2 separate regions of the Mus musculus genome follow, and region 2 is linked to region 1. A link is a contact called in public HiChIP or PLAC-seq data. All regions are on one chromosome and are shown on one strand. Each heading gives the region's core, a stretch centred on a gene start, on an enhancer-like site or on the middle of the called end of the contact. The rest is flanking DNA. Distances are from core to core; before and after follow the strand shown. Region 1 overlaps Rcbtb2 (regulator of chromosome condensation (RCC1) and BTB (POZ) domain containing protein 2). Region 2 holds the start of Gm35450 (a long non-coding RNA gene).

Region 1 (6,946 bases), core at 2,480-4,979:
AATATATACAAGTTAGGCCTAGTGGTTCAGGCCTATTTTTCAAGACACTTAAGAGCCCAAGGGCAAGAAAATGGCAAGTTGGAAACCTGTCTGGGCTACAAAGTGTTCAAGGTTAAACCTGGACTAGTGAGATCTGCCTCAAAATAAACAAGACAGCTGGGGATCTAGCTCAGAGGTCAGCTCTTGCCTGGCTAGTACAAAGGTCTAAAATTCAATGTGTAGAACCACAAAACAAAGTTTTTAATAGAAAGTAAAGGAAGGCGGACTGAGCTCTGCCCTGGGGTGCTGGGGGCAGCCAGGCCCATGGACAGAACAGTCATATAGTCTGCTCCCTGCATTGTTTCCTCCGCAGACTTAGAATCCCCTACATAAGCATGTTACTGTTTACCAAAAAGGAAAAGGGCACTCCGTCTTTACCAGTCTCCCTCACTAATCTATTTTTTAAAGTCAGTGGGGAGGGAGGCTATCCTATGCCAAGAGGAAGCTGACTCCAAGCAGCTATGGCCTGTTTCCTACTGATTCAGCTCTAAATTAAGGCTCTTTCCTTTCTTTATCGTGACAATTCACAGCCACTGCAGAAAGTTCAGGAAGAGAGCAAGGAGAAGGAAATACAAACCACGTCTGATCGCCCCGTGCGAGTATGTGCTCTTTAAGGACAGAATCATCTCCTGCTTCTCTCATTCATTATGTTTGCCATTCGTTCTTTGGTTCATTTTTCTCCCAGTCAAACTGCCCATATTTTCTTTTCATTTTTTTCTATGAAGAACTTGCTTTATTGTATGTTATGAAAACATTTTCTCAATGTGTCATTTAACTTACTTGTGAATTTATGTGTGTGTGTGTGCTTGTCCATGGTGCATGTCACAGCACATGTATGGAGCTTGTCCATGGTGCATGTCACAGCACATGTATGGAGCTTGTCCATGGTGCATGTCACAGCACATGTATGGAGCTCGGGGACAATTTGGAGACAGTTCTCTCCTTCCATATGTGGGTCCTGAACTCACACTGTGAGGCTCGGCCTGAGAGTCATTTCATGCTTGATGTAGAAAGATTTTAATCACTGGAAATTAGGTCTCCTGGCCTTTCACAGTGTCTTCTTCTAATGTTCCTGAGACACGTTTGATGCCATTATAGTCACATAAGTTCTCTAAGACTTTATTTCTGTATGTTCCATTTTCATCTAGCTACACGTTACTTTTAGTGGCTCACTGGAAGATGCTTTTCTTACCTGGGCATCATACTTGACAGCAGCAGAGAGCAGAGCAATAGCATTCTCCTCACAGATTCCTTGCTTGATAGTTTGTTGACAGAGCTTTTTCAACCGAGTCTCACTGTAAAATGTAGCCAGATCTAGCAACCCTGATGGAAAGGAGAATGTATTGTGGGTGCGCTCTGAGCGCCTGACCATTGAGGTGCAGTGCTCAGAGGGCTGTGAAGGGCTTCCATCCGTCGGGCAAAATGAGCTCTGCAACTCTGAAGCCGCCTTCACAGCACCCCGGGAAGACAGCTGAGCTGAGCTGACACTGACAACGGATAGGAGTTAACATCAGAATGGCTTGAATAATTTTTCCTAGAAATGAAACAGGTTTGTGTTTCTCTGAATTCCCCTCTCCTGGGTCAGCAGAATCTTTGGAGGCCACGCCCACCAGCACACATGTTGTCACGGAATTAAAAAGAAAGCCGGTTGGGTTGGGAGTGGGCAGTGACACAGTGCACAAGCTCAGCAGGCCAAGCCTGCCTTCAGTTCCAGCACCAGATAACACAAAGGAATCCCCTGTCGTGGGCACATCTGCCTCCTGTCCTCCAACCCATCTTTCTGCCCCGCTTCGCTTCAGCATCACTCCTGGAGAGCAGTCTCTCAGAGAGCAGTCTCATTAGCTGTCGCTCTCACTTGCCACTGTCTGAAGCTGCCCCACGGTTGAGTCTTCCCACACATAAATGGGCTTCACTGTGCCAAATTCAAAGACTGATCTGGAGTCCTCTTATTCAATACTCACCCAGAGTGTACTGTGGGGACATACATGCTCTGACCCCGGGCACTCTGTTACTTGCTAATGTTTCTTTTCTCTTTAATCAGTGGCTCTTCTTTTGTTCTCTTGGCTAGGCTATTTTCCCTGGGCATGACCTGGTCTTCAACCCTCACATTCTTATTCATTGATTTCTCCAAATGAAAAAAAAAATCTATTACCTATATAATAGATTTCAGATTGTGAAATGTTTAACTGAGTTACCTAAAATGCCCACTTTCACAGCCGAGTGTAGCAGACATGGCCTTGATCTACTCTGGGGCAATGACAAAGAGATCTTCTAGGGCTCTGCATTCACAGACAAGATTCGCCATCTGCCCTTCCTTCCATGCTTGCCTGTGATGCTCCAGTGGTGATCGATGTTGACCTCTTACTAGAGCTACCCACTCAACCTTCATATGTAGTAGTGACAAGGGAAGTCTGCGTTCTGGGCCTGAGGGTGTAGCTCAGTGGCAGAGTCTGAGAAAAGGCAAATGCTACATCCAAGGACCAAAAAGAGAAAAGCGCAGGCTCAACATCACCAGAAGAGCTCCTGCAAACATCGCAGTGTCTGTCTCCTGGCCTGGAAAGAAGCCACCTTCCTAATTATTCAACATTTGCCAACTTGGTGGTAAGGTCTCTGATGATTACCTACTGCCTCCTCAGGAGATAGGCTGATGTTATCTGTGTATAGATACTCCAGGAAAGCTCGGAACACAGGATACGAAAACTCGCTCATTTCTACAATATCGTCTTCACTGTCTTCTAATGAAGAACGAAAATGTTCACACCTGAAAGAAGAAAGGAAGATCATAGCCCAGGTTCTAGACTGGAGTCAAGGGACTACCTGAGGACTTTCTCTTGAAGCTGTATACCTTTCCTGTTTGCTAGTCTGTCAAAACTTGGTCCCAGGGTAGCAATAATAGGAGGTGGTAGAACCTTTAAGAGGTAGGGTTAGAGAAGGGAACTTAGTGTGGGGTCTATCACTGGGGCAATGCACTGAAGGGGACTTATGGAGACCAAGCTCCTCTTTGACCCCTGATTTGTGACAGTAGTAGGGTGGTTCCAGTAGGCAGTTCCCACCAAGATATGGTGCTTTTCAGGAGGCCCCAAACAAAACCTCCAAATCAACCCCAAGCCAGGGTAAGCTTTCAAGCTGGAGTTACAGTTCAGCCGCACCAAGTAAGCAAATAACCTTTATGTCAGTTACTTATCTCAGGCATTTTCGTACAGGCACAGAACACTGCCAAAAACCTTGTCATTGCCTTGGCTCCTTGCTTTTCAATTGCCTAATCGGCAAGACTGCAAATGCAGCCTGCTGCTGCTGCTGCTGCTGCTGCTGCAGGTGGCCCAGGCATCTGACTCTACATTGCAGCCTACTGCTGCTGCTGTGGGCGGCCCAGCAGCTGACTTTACAATGCAGCCTGCTGGACTGGGGGAGACGGGGGATCTCTGGCCTCCTTCTCACACTGTCTTTACTGATAAGTATTGTTTTTATAACTGATTAATTATGTCTCTTTACTCCATTCTGTCTGAATTATGTCCCTAAAAGTTCCTAGTAACCGACAATGTGAACTTATGTGAAGACAGGCTCTTTACAAAAATCATCATAAGCCAAGTCACTGTGGTAGACCCCAAGGCAATCAGACAAAGGAGAAGCCTGGGACACAGGCAGACTCGGAGAATGCTACGTGTCATGCCTCAGAAAGAGGAAGATTGCCACAGACCACCACAAGCTCAAGTGTAGGCCTGGTTCTTCTCCCTGCCTCAGAGAAAACACCATACTGCTCATATGATAAAGTGCGTTGTCATGGTGTAGGCTGAGCGTGTTCAGTGTTTGCTCTGTCACAGTAAACTAAACCCCCATTTCCTTCGTGAAAGTAGAGGCTCCGTGGTGAGAGTGAACCAGGTGGCACTATGTGACCTTTCAGAATGGGAACTTGAGACCAAAATACCATATTGGGTTTCTGAGTCACGGAAAGAGGGTTTCAATATCTTTGACACAGTGGCAACACAGTCCCAGATCATCATGTTAGGAAGGAAAGAGGCAGGCAGGAAAGAAGAGATGCTATATAATTTCATACATATGAGCTTCTAGAACATGCGTAGTGTGTATGAAAGGAAAAAATCATTGGCTGCTCAGTATGGGACTTAGGATCTTTGGGGAAGGACAGATTTTTCTATCTGAAGGTAGGGTGGTGGCTTCATAGACTGTGACATGGAACAAAGATAAGGTGAATATCATGCACTGCTCACATAAATAAATGTAATTTATTTACATTTATAAATGTAAATGTAAGAAGTGTGATTTAAAACATTTTTGTGTTGGCATCACCCAGGTCCTTCTTGGTCTGGAAAAACCACTTTTTTTTTTCTCCAGCATGGCTGTATCCGAATCCAGCTGTGTTCAGGACTGTCTGTAGGGCTGTCTGCAGGGCTGTGTTCAGGGCTGTCTGCAGACCTGTGTTCAGGGCTATCTGCAGGGCTGTCTGCAGGCCTGTGTTCAGGGCTGTCTGCAGGGCTATCTACAGGGCTGTGTTCAGGGCTGTCTGCAGGGCTATCTGCAGGGCTGTGTTCAGAGCTATCTGCAGTGCTGTGTTCAGGACTGTCTGCAAGGCTGTGTTCAGGGCTGTGTTCAAGACTGTCTGCAGGGCTGTGTTCAGGGCTGTCTGCAGGGCTGTGTTCAGGGCTGCCTGCAGGGCTGTGTTCAGGGCTGTCTGCAGGGCTGTGTTCAGGGCTGTCTGCAGTGCTGTGTTCAGGGCTGTCTGCAGGGCTGTCTGCAGGGCTGTGTTCAGGCCCCAGGCAGTAAAGTTAAATCAGAGCATCTGGCTCTGTTCCAAGGGCAAAACTTATTTATTCAGCACTAAGCTACAGCCAGAACTTCCATGGCTTATTCCCTGAACAAACCCAGTACTTGTGGCCCACCTTGCCTTCCACATCTTGTCTCATTCCCCCACTCCTACCCCATTGACACTGTGTGCTTTAAGGGCACAAACAGCCTCATCAGAGCTGCCTCTTAATTACTCAAGTGTCTGGCACAGTTCCCTTACTCAAGAGTCAGGATATCTGAAGTGATTGATAAATGAATTAATTTCACTCCTCAAAAGAGACCAGCTCTTACGAATTATTTTAAACATCTATTTAGTGTGACATACACCCACAACAGCAGGCATGTAGAGGACATGAATGGGAGCCAGCTCTATCTGCCTACCCACCATCTGGGTCCCAGGGATCATTAGACACTCTTGCCCACAGAGGCCCACTCTTACCTAATTTTGAGAAGGACTTTGTGAGCATAAATGTATTTTCCATCAACCAGAAACTTGAGGTCTGCAGTGTCAGGGTTGTCAAACTCCCTCTTCAGAGACTCGGCCACAGTGAGGTGGTCGTCAGGTTCTAAGGGAAAGCAACACAGTGCTTCTGGGTTCAGTCATAGTTGAACATGACGGCAAGGAGGAGGCCCCTACTCGCTGGGCATTCCAGAAATGCTGAATCCCCCAAACAACTGACAGCTATACAAGGCTTTTGCCTCTGGGTATGGATTCACGCCTTTGAACATTCATTGTAAACTTGCCAAAGCCAAAAATGTTCCCAACTGTTTCACTAACTGAATCAGATTTAAGATGTCCGAATGTCTAGACTGTTTCTAGATATATTTTTTATCTGAAAGACAGCTTTCAGATTGAAAGCAATCAAATCAAATTACCTCTAATTAGTATTGTGTTAGTTTCCAATAGTTTTAGTTCCCCTCCCCAAGGGCTCCCAGAAAGAGGTTCATTAGATCCTGTACCCAAGTCCTAAGGTCGCACAGCAAAAGTACCTTCCTCTTCCTCGTTCTCAGAACTGTCCCAAGAGGGAAAGGACAAGCTTACCCACGGAGAGAAGGCGCCAGGTGACAGCCGGGGTGGCGAAGCAGGCAAACACGTCATCGGTGCAGCAGAAGTGAGTGTGGTGTGGAAGGATCACCGACTGGCCCCGGCACTGGCCCCACATGTACACGTGCCCACCTTGTGTCTTGGCAGCAGATGTGTGGGCAGAGTGACAGGCTGCAATCTCTATGATTCTAAATTCACAAGCAAATGCCACAGAGGCACATTAACAGGAGGACAAGAGCTGGCCTCTCCTTCCCCGAGTGCACTTGACTCAGACTGTGCCGACTAACTAGCTGACAGAGGTGGATAGGCCCAAGGAACAGAAAGAACAAAGCAAGACTTGGACAACTCACTTCCTAAACTTTCAGCCACCAAATGCTGGAACCATACTTTGGTGGCATTTATAACATGAGGATCTATTGATTACCAGTAGGTCTTAAAAATATATGCCATCTTACTTTGAGTTAAAAATGCAATGTTTAAGCTGGGCGTGGTGGCGCATGCCTTTAATCCCAGCACTTGGGAGGCAGAGGCAGGCAGATTTCTGAGTTCGAGGCCAGCCTGGTCTACAGAGTGAGTTTCAGGACTACACAGGGCTACACAGAGAAACCCTGTCTAGAAAAACAAACAAACAAACAAACAAACAAACATGCAATGTTTAACCCTTAAAAGCATTACTAACTAGATAAAGACATGGATCATCTTACCTGGGTCAATGCATAAAATCTCAAGGTAGGATGGGGTTCTATACATAAACTAGCTCAGCAGGAAAACTGCCCTGGGCTTGTCCCTGTCACCAAAACCAAACCATCAGGTACTTTACAAGGAGAGGGCTGAAAAGTCACCCTGGCTTCTGCTCTGTACAATGAACTCAATAGTTTGTTGTTTTAATGCCAGAGAGCAACCCTGGGACTTCTGCATGCTGACAGAATCTACTGAAGGGATTCCAGGCCTCCTGCATGCCAAGAGGATGCCTTACCCTGCTGGCTCCTGGCCTTCTGCACACTAAAAGGATGCGATATACTGAGTGGATCCCCATATGTGCTGGGCACAGTGTCTGGTACA
Region 2 (6,946 bases), core at 3,175-5,674, 290 kb before region 1:
ATGCATTACACAAGAACCCAGGATAAAAGAGGTCTTCAGCAGGAGCCGGCCTACTAGTGCTGTGCCTCTCTGTGTCATTCAAGGGTAAGACTGAGTCAGCTTCTTTACATGTAGATATCTGTGTACAAACGTAGGCACGTGTAGCTGAGTCCAAGTGCAAAGAAATGTAGGAGACTCGGTGCAGATATAGATTTTTACCACCAGAGGGTGTTCTCCCTTCTCCAGAATTGCAGGCAAGTTTGTGTAACCAAGACTAGTCTCGAATCAGCCCCAGTTTTAAAAACAAACAAACAAACAAACAAAAAACCCAGGCCAGACCTCAGCAAGACAGGTTCTCGTTATTTCCACAATTTTCTTCTTGCCCTTCTATTTCAAAGTGTTTTCTTTCAGTTGAAGCACACTGGCAGCAAGCCAGCCTACACAAACTGTGGGAAACAGATCCCACCTCCCACCCCCGCCCTGCTGATTAAATCAAGAGGATGAATTTTGAAGAAGTTGGTCTGGGTAGCTAGCTAGCTAGCTAGCTAGTTAGCTATGAGACCATTGAAGAAGTTGGTCCAGGTAGCCTGCTATTTCTGACCGTCTCCAGGGGAACAGGGGTTTCAGGCAACTGAGAACTTAGCAGACCAGAGAGGAAAAAAAAAAAAGAAGGGATCCCAGGGCCAGGGAAGCTGTCTGCTTGAATTCTGATGGAAACTGATTTACAGCTGAAAAGTGTTGATGCCTCTTGAGAAACCAGAAAAGTCTAGAAGTTACCAGCAAGATTCTGACAGCTTCCAGAGTCAGCTGGGGAGACTGTCTCAGTCCATTAATATACCAAGTTTAGAAAGCCAGGCCCTGGAAAGGTGCCCAGGGGAGATGCCCCAGGGAGCTGGCTTGAGTTGGCCAAATGCTTTCTTTTGAAAAAAGGAGACTTTGTTCTATTGAGAAATTTGGGATATTAGGTCACTTGCCCAACAAATGCAGACTTCAAGTCAATGAGGAGTTTCTCTCTCTCTCTCTCTCTCTCTCTCTCTCTCTCTCTCTCTTAATGTATTTGTTTATATTTGTTTATTTATTGGCAGTACTGCAGAGTAAACCAGGGGTTCTGTGTAAACCAGGCAAACACTTTACCCCAAGCTACATCTTTTTAATTTCCTTTTTAGCTTTGGGACTGTCTGGTTAAGTCACACAGTACTCTGCAGTTCCTGCCTCTGTCTCCCGAGTCTCTGGTATTACAGGCCAACAGCAGCACAGCCCTGACATCTGAACTGTGTGTGTGCTGTGCACGTACACACACTCATGTAAGTGAATGTAGATAAGAGAGTGTCATGACACACACACTGGAGGTCAGAAGACAACTTCCTGGGTCAGTGTGTCTTCACCTTTCACCTTGTTTGAAACAGGAACTCTCCAGCTTCGAGGGAGTCCTCTGTCTCCACCTCCCATTTTCCTGTGGGAACACCAGGATTTCAACTGCTCCTACTACCTGTCTGGACTTTAATATGAGTGCTGGGGATTTGAACTTGGGTCCCCAGACTTGCATAGTGAACATTTCTACACATTGAGCCATCTCCTAAGGCCCAGAAATTTTTTATTTTGTTTGTTATTGTTGTTTTAAATTCACTTATATTCCATTTCATTTATTCATTTTTAATTTTATGAGCATGGGTATTTTGCTTACATATGTTTGTGCACTGTATGTATTTGGGTTTCCTGGAATTGGTGTTGTAGATAGCTGTGTGACACGCTGTGGGTTCTTGGGCCCTCTAAAAGAAAAGCTGTTAGGAACACTAGCTAGTGTCATTCCAGCCCTCAGGAGGCTAAGGAGGAAGAACTTTAGGTTGGAGGCTAGCCTGGGCTACTTAGTGAGATCCTGTCTCAAAAAAATGCAACAACCTAATTTAAACAAAACAACAACAATAAAAAAACCACTAATAGCAATAATTTCAACAAGAGCTAACAAATTGTTGTCCTTCTAAGCTTGCTTTTCTGGATTTGCTCACAACTTTGCCAGATGATGTTAAAATTCATTACAAATGTCCAACATAGCTCTCCTCTGTGTTTTTTACCACAAGCTCCTGGGTCAGTGTGTGCTCTTCACGTCAAGAACGCCACAGACTTTTGAATTATTCTGTTAACATCTGTTGTGATTGTCTAGAGAAAGCCACTTTATTGCTGCATGAAATCCAACAGAGCATTAAAGAAACAACAGCAACAAACCTCTGGGTCACCACCTCCCAGCAGCTGGGCATGAAGTCCCAGGTTCCATAGAAGTCACTTTGCCTTGTCCCTATTCACCTCCTTGCAGACATCCACGCCCTCCTGCCGACCCAGAGACTTTTCATTTTTAAGTGACTTTAATTAGCAGGTCTTTTTCTTATTAACATCTTCAAAGTGCTCTGAGCTCCTCCCCAGATGAAAGGACCTGTGCAGGGACAAATTATTATTATGGTTACAAAATATGCACACTGAATGTAGAAAAAGTGAGAAGGGTTTCATTGCGTGGCCGGCAGTTCTTGGGTTGCTTTGATCTGCCAGCGTAGACGTCAATTATTCCATCCCCTTACTCTCCAAACGCAGGCATCAAAGCGCTCTTGGAGATACACCTTGTAAATCTAGCTGTTTATTCTGAAATGGTTCCCCTAAATTAACTCTGCTTCCCTTTCCTTTGTTGGAGCTGCTGATTCAGCAACTCCAGTCCCCCGCTGGGGATGAGGTCTCTACCACTGTGGACTTGGAAAGGTGCCATGCCGTAGAAATAAATTATCTCTGGTAACCTGGGAAATGTGTACACATATACATATACATAGTGTGTGCATGTGTACGTGTGTGTGTTTGTGTGTGTGTTTGTGTGTATTTGTATGTATTTGTGTGTTTGTGTGTGTTTGTGTGTGTTTGTGTTTGTGTGTGTTTGTATGTATTTGTGTGTATGTTTGTGTGTGTGTTTATGTTTGTGTGTTTGTATGTATTTGTGTGTGTGTGTTTGTGTTTGTGTGTGTTTGTATGTATTTGTGTGTGTGTGTTTGTGTGTGTGTTTGTATGTATTTGTGTGTGCTTGTGTGTGTGTGTGTGTGTGTGTGTGTGTGTGTGTGTGTGTGTGTGTGCAAGTGCCATTTCTATCACATGCATTCCTGTCATTGCACTTGGGCCTCCAGGCTTTGCTGCCAGCATCTGTATGTGCAGAACCATCTCAGCAGCTCCACATGATATTCTTCAGTCTCCTGCGAGATGATTGCTACTGAGGCTCAGAAAAGTCAGGCGACCAGGCCACAGTCACACAGCCTGAGTGCGAACCATGATGGGCTCTGTCTAGCACTAATCCCAACCTTTACTCTGATAATCTTGCTGCCAGTGGGCAGTGGCTATCCTCCTGTTCATAGACTTACAATGATAACCAACCCCTCTTGCTTTTAACACACATTAAAAAAAATAATCAAAACTAAATAGTAACCATGTGAGTTAAATACAATTAAGAGAGAGGGCTCAGAAGCCTTTTTACTTATGGAGGTGATGATGAGATAAACAAGGGTAACTTGTCATTAAGTTCAGGGTTCTCTGGGCCTGAGCCGATACCTTATCTTTAAAATATGGGGTTGAGCCTGAAGACCTCAAAGGTACCTTTTGGGTCTCATACCGGTTCTTTAGTTCCTGATCTTGCTTCAGAGACATCATTTATCCTTGGTAGCAAATTAGTTGTAGGTCCTAAATCTGCTCAAAGAGCTCTGCTAAATAGCAAAGAAAGAGCAATGACCCACATCACTGACACTGGCAAATGGTGAACTTTCGTTAATGATGGATATTGAGGAAATATTAGTTCAAGTCAAAGTATCACACAAAGTATTACATAACAACTATTACAGGATCATTGTGAATAGGGTTTTGGGAATATCTTTATATAAATATTGGATGTACAGTACAGTATTTTGATACACAGTTAATGAAAAGAGTCCCAAGCAAATGAACATAGCATTTCAGTTACCCGCTTATTGATAGGCAGAGTCTCTGAAGTCTACTTTTAGCAAAAATCCCCTGTATGGCCTGATAGTAAGTCCAACCCCTGCAGTGTCATTGAGTCATTTAGACCCAGGCTTGCTCATTCTCTTACCTTCCACTTTGTATCTTCCCTTACCAGCCCCTACTTGGTATAGTCTCTTAACCCTAGAGCTACTGACAGGTTGCATTGAAATTCAGGGCAACTTCTCTGGGTGAGGTTTGGTTTGGACATGTCTGGAATGTGAGCAGAGAAGTCCTTGAACACCAGGGCCTAGTGGGTGTTTCCAGCCCCGAAGAACACTTGATCTTTTCTTGGACAATAAGCACCTGTGCTATAAAGGAAGTCTGCTCATGCTCACAAGAGCGAGTTCCTGCCCAGAAGGTGTGTGGCCCCAGCTGTGGAGGCAGAGCATCTCTCGGCAGTGCTGTAAATACGAAGGCAGCTGGGAGACGCAGGCATTTTATTCTGGGCTGTACTGAGCACACGGTTTATTTTCTACTTCTGCTTCTAAGAGTGGACTCGTCTTTATTTGGAACTAGTTCGTTTTCAGGCTTGTATTTTTCCGCACAGAGATGTTTCATGGCTCAGCACACAATAGGTATCCAGTAAATATCAGCTGATTGAAGAAACCAAATTAAGTTTTAAATTAACGTTTTAGGTTTGCATACAAGGTAATGGGTTTCATCGTGGTGTCCTTGTCTGTATATGTCTTATACTCTAATTAGATGTTCATTTTATCTTAAAGGAACACCTTAAGAGCAAATGCTTTTCTTTGAATAATTCCATTTTCCTCAAGCCCTAAAAAACCTTCAAATAAACCATCACTGTTTAAAAGTTATCCAACCATATGGATCAAAGATTCAGAGGTAAAATATGAAATCTTTAGTATAATGATATCAAATACTAGTTCATTAGAAAATATAGAAGAATTTATTTACAGCCTTGAAGTAGGGAAAACCTTTTTTTCTACAAAATTTCTAGAAGAAATATAATATTTCATATATATATATATGTATCATATATATATATATATATATATATATATATATATATATATATATAGAGAGAGAGAGAGAGAGAGATACAGTACAGATACAGATAGATACAGATATAGATAAAGATAAAATACAGATATCCCTGAAGTGAGGCAGGGGCTGGACACTTTAGGGACAAATGATTACATTTCTAACAGAGAAAGCTGCTACCCCTTTTAAATATTGTTAATGAGTCTACCAAGTCTTTCCTTTTTTTTTTGTTTTATGTAAAATTCTTTGGAAAACTTGAAAGGAATAAGCCAAGGTCATTGAGTCTCCCTGACACATTCTTTCAGTCTGCCTAGAGCAAACTTTGCTCAGTATGATGTTAAATCCTCTACTGCAAAGCCTTTGAGTCTGCCATCTGTCCATTTTGAAATGTGCCATATGCCTTGAATTGAGCATGCTCAGAAACACCCTCCCACGCACGCCTTATGCTTTCCTTTGAGAATACGTACCCACTCCCCAGCTAGTCCCAAAGCTTTCATTAAGGAGGGCACTGCTTTGCAATCCCTCCCAGCGGTCTTCTTCCCAGCGGCAAGTAACACAACTTACCTTCTCTCATTTCCCGAGAGCCCATCAGGTTCAACTGCAAAAGAGACGAAAGGAGACTTGCAAGGCTTATTGAGATAACAAGACTAATCTACCAATATATGAAGTCTGCCTAGCAATCAATAAGAAAAGGACAGTTCGTACTCCGAAAAGAGCAAACAAAACAAACAAAGTTCACAGAAAAAGAGATAGATCCCCTGGGAACTTGGGAGTGGTGATGACCACCTTTGCCTGGCTGCTCTGCTTTATTCAAATCTGCACCATGAAAGTATACTGTGTCGTCAAGACCTTGGGAAGAGAAGACAGTATCATGGATGGGATACCCTCTTTTGGAATCCACTTAGAAACATCTATCAACACAGACAGCAGAAAGGAAGTGAGATTTAGCTTAAGACCCCGAAGCATAAGATTTGAGGCCCCATCTGTACAAATCATTTTCAAGGCTCTGGAAGACATCCCAACCGTTTTTCAATATGTATTTTTTTAATCTTGCAAAATAAATCATTTCAACCATATCTGGCTGACAACACTACCTGTTAAGATTTGGTCTGCTGACAAGTGGGGTTTTTGTTGTTGTTGTTCTTGTTTGTTTTTGTTTTTCTTTTTTTTTTTTCAATTTCTGATGTGTGTTTGTAATGCTAAATACTGTGCCTGAAGGTCTAGGCCTATGAGTGAATTCTCACGTTTACCAGCTTTTGGTGTGTAAAGCTTGTTCCTTCATTTAAAACTGTTGGTTACATAAAAATGTCTACAGCCAATTACTGGAGAGAGTAGAGGTAGGCGGATTTTGAGTTACCTGATTGTGGTTGAAGAAGGAAAGAGAAGAAAGGACATGGAGAGGGGAGGAAGTTGCCATGAGAGAAAAGCCATGAGCACATGGCCAGGAGAAACAGAGAGGAGCTGGGGTACACCACTGGGGAAGTAGCCAGTCCAGCAATTAGAAAAGCAGGTTGTGCGGGGCGTGGTGGTGCACGTCTTTAATCCCAGCACTCGAGAGGCAGAGGCAGGCAGATTTCTGAGTTCGAGGTCAGCCTGGTCTACAAAGTGAGTTCCAGGACAGCCAGGGCTATACAGAGAAACCCTGTCTCAACCCCCCCCCCCAAAAAAAAGAAAGAAAAGCATATTGGAGAGGGAGCAGGCTGGAGTGAGTAGGGCTGGAGAGAGAAGAAAAAGTGTCTGAAGACAGTTACAGTGTACTTACATATAATAAATAAATCAGAAAGAAAGAGAGAGAGGAGGGGGGAAGGAGGGGAGGGGAGGGTAAGAGAAGGGGAGGGGAGGGGGAGGGAGGGAAAGAGAGAGAACAGATTGGGGGCTACTCCCAAGTAATTGTCAAAGCCAAATAAAATAACCACAGTCTGACTCTCATTCATTTGTAAGCTAG

The links. HiChIP or PLAC-seq counts read pairs in DNA pulled down with a chosen protein or histone mark.
Region 2: a contact with region 1 is called in an H3K27ac HiChIP or PLAC-seq map of microglia, with 6 times the contacts expected there. The contact joins two enhancer-like sites. A contact is called at or near these places in 1 of 115 datasets of contacts at active chromatin or transcription factors (microglia) and 1 of 9 other capture datasets (adipose tissue).

The regions. Positions count from the first base shown.
Region 1 is chr14:73,172,849-73,179,794 of GRCm38.p6, reverse strand. It overlaps Rcbtb2 (regulator of chromosome condensation (RCC1) and BTB (POZ) domain containing protein 2), which reads right to left. Exons shown (of 15, transcript NM_001170694.1): 11 at 5,882-6,072; 12 at 5,279-5,405; 13 at 2,661-2,800; 14 at 1,232-1,362. Among named protein-coding and RNA genes, the nearest start is that of Gm52109, 9.8 kb to the right of the region's middle. Within about 2 kb of position 3,729, at least 110 of the 459 cell types and tissues checked have an H3K27ac peak or open chromatin away from gene starts, as enhancers often do. A contact at or near this core is called in microglia, where this site is marked.
Region 2 is chr14:73,468,174-73,475,119 of GRCm38.p6, reverse strand. Gm35450 (a long non-coding RNA gene) reads right to left here and starts at 782. Exons shown (of 3, transcript XR_383586.3): 1 at 757-782. Within about 2 kb of position 4,424, at least 26 of the 459 cell types and tissues checked have an H3K27ac peak or open chromatin away from gene starts, as enhancers often do. A contact at or near this core is called in microglia, where this site is marked.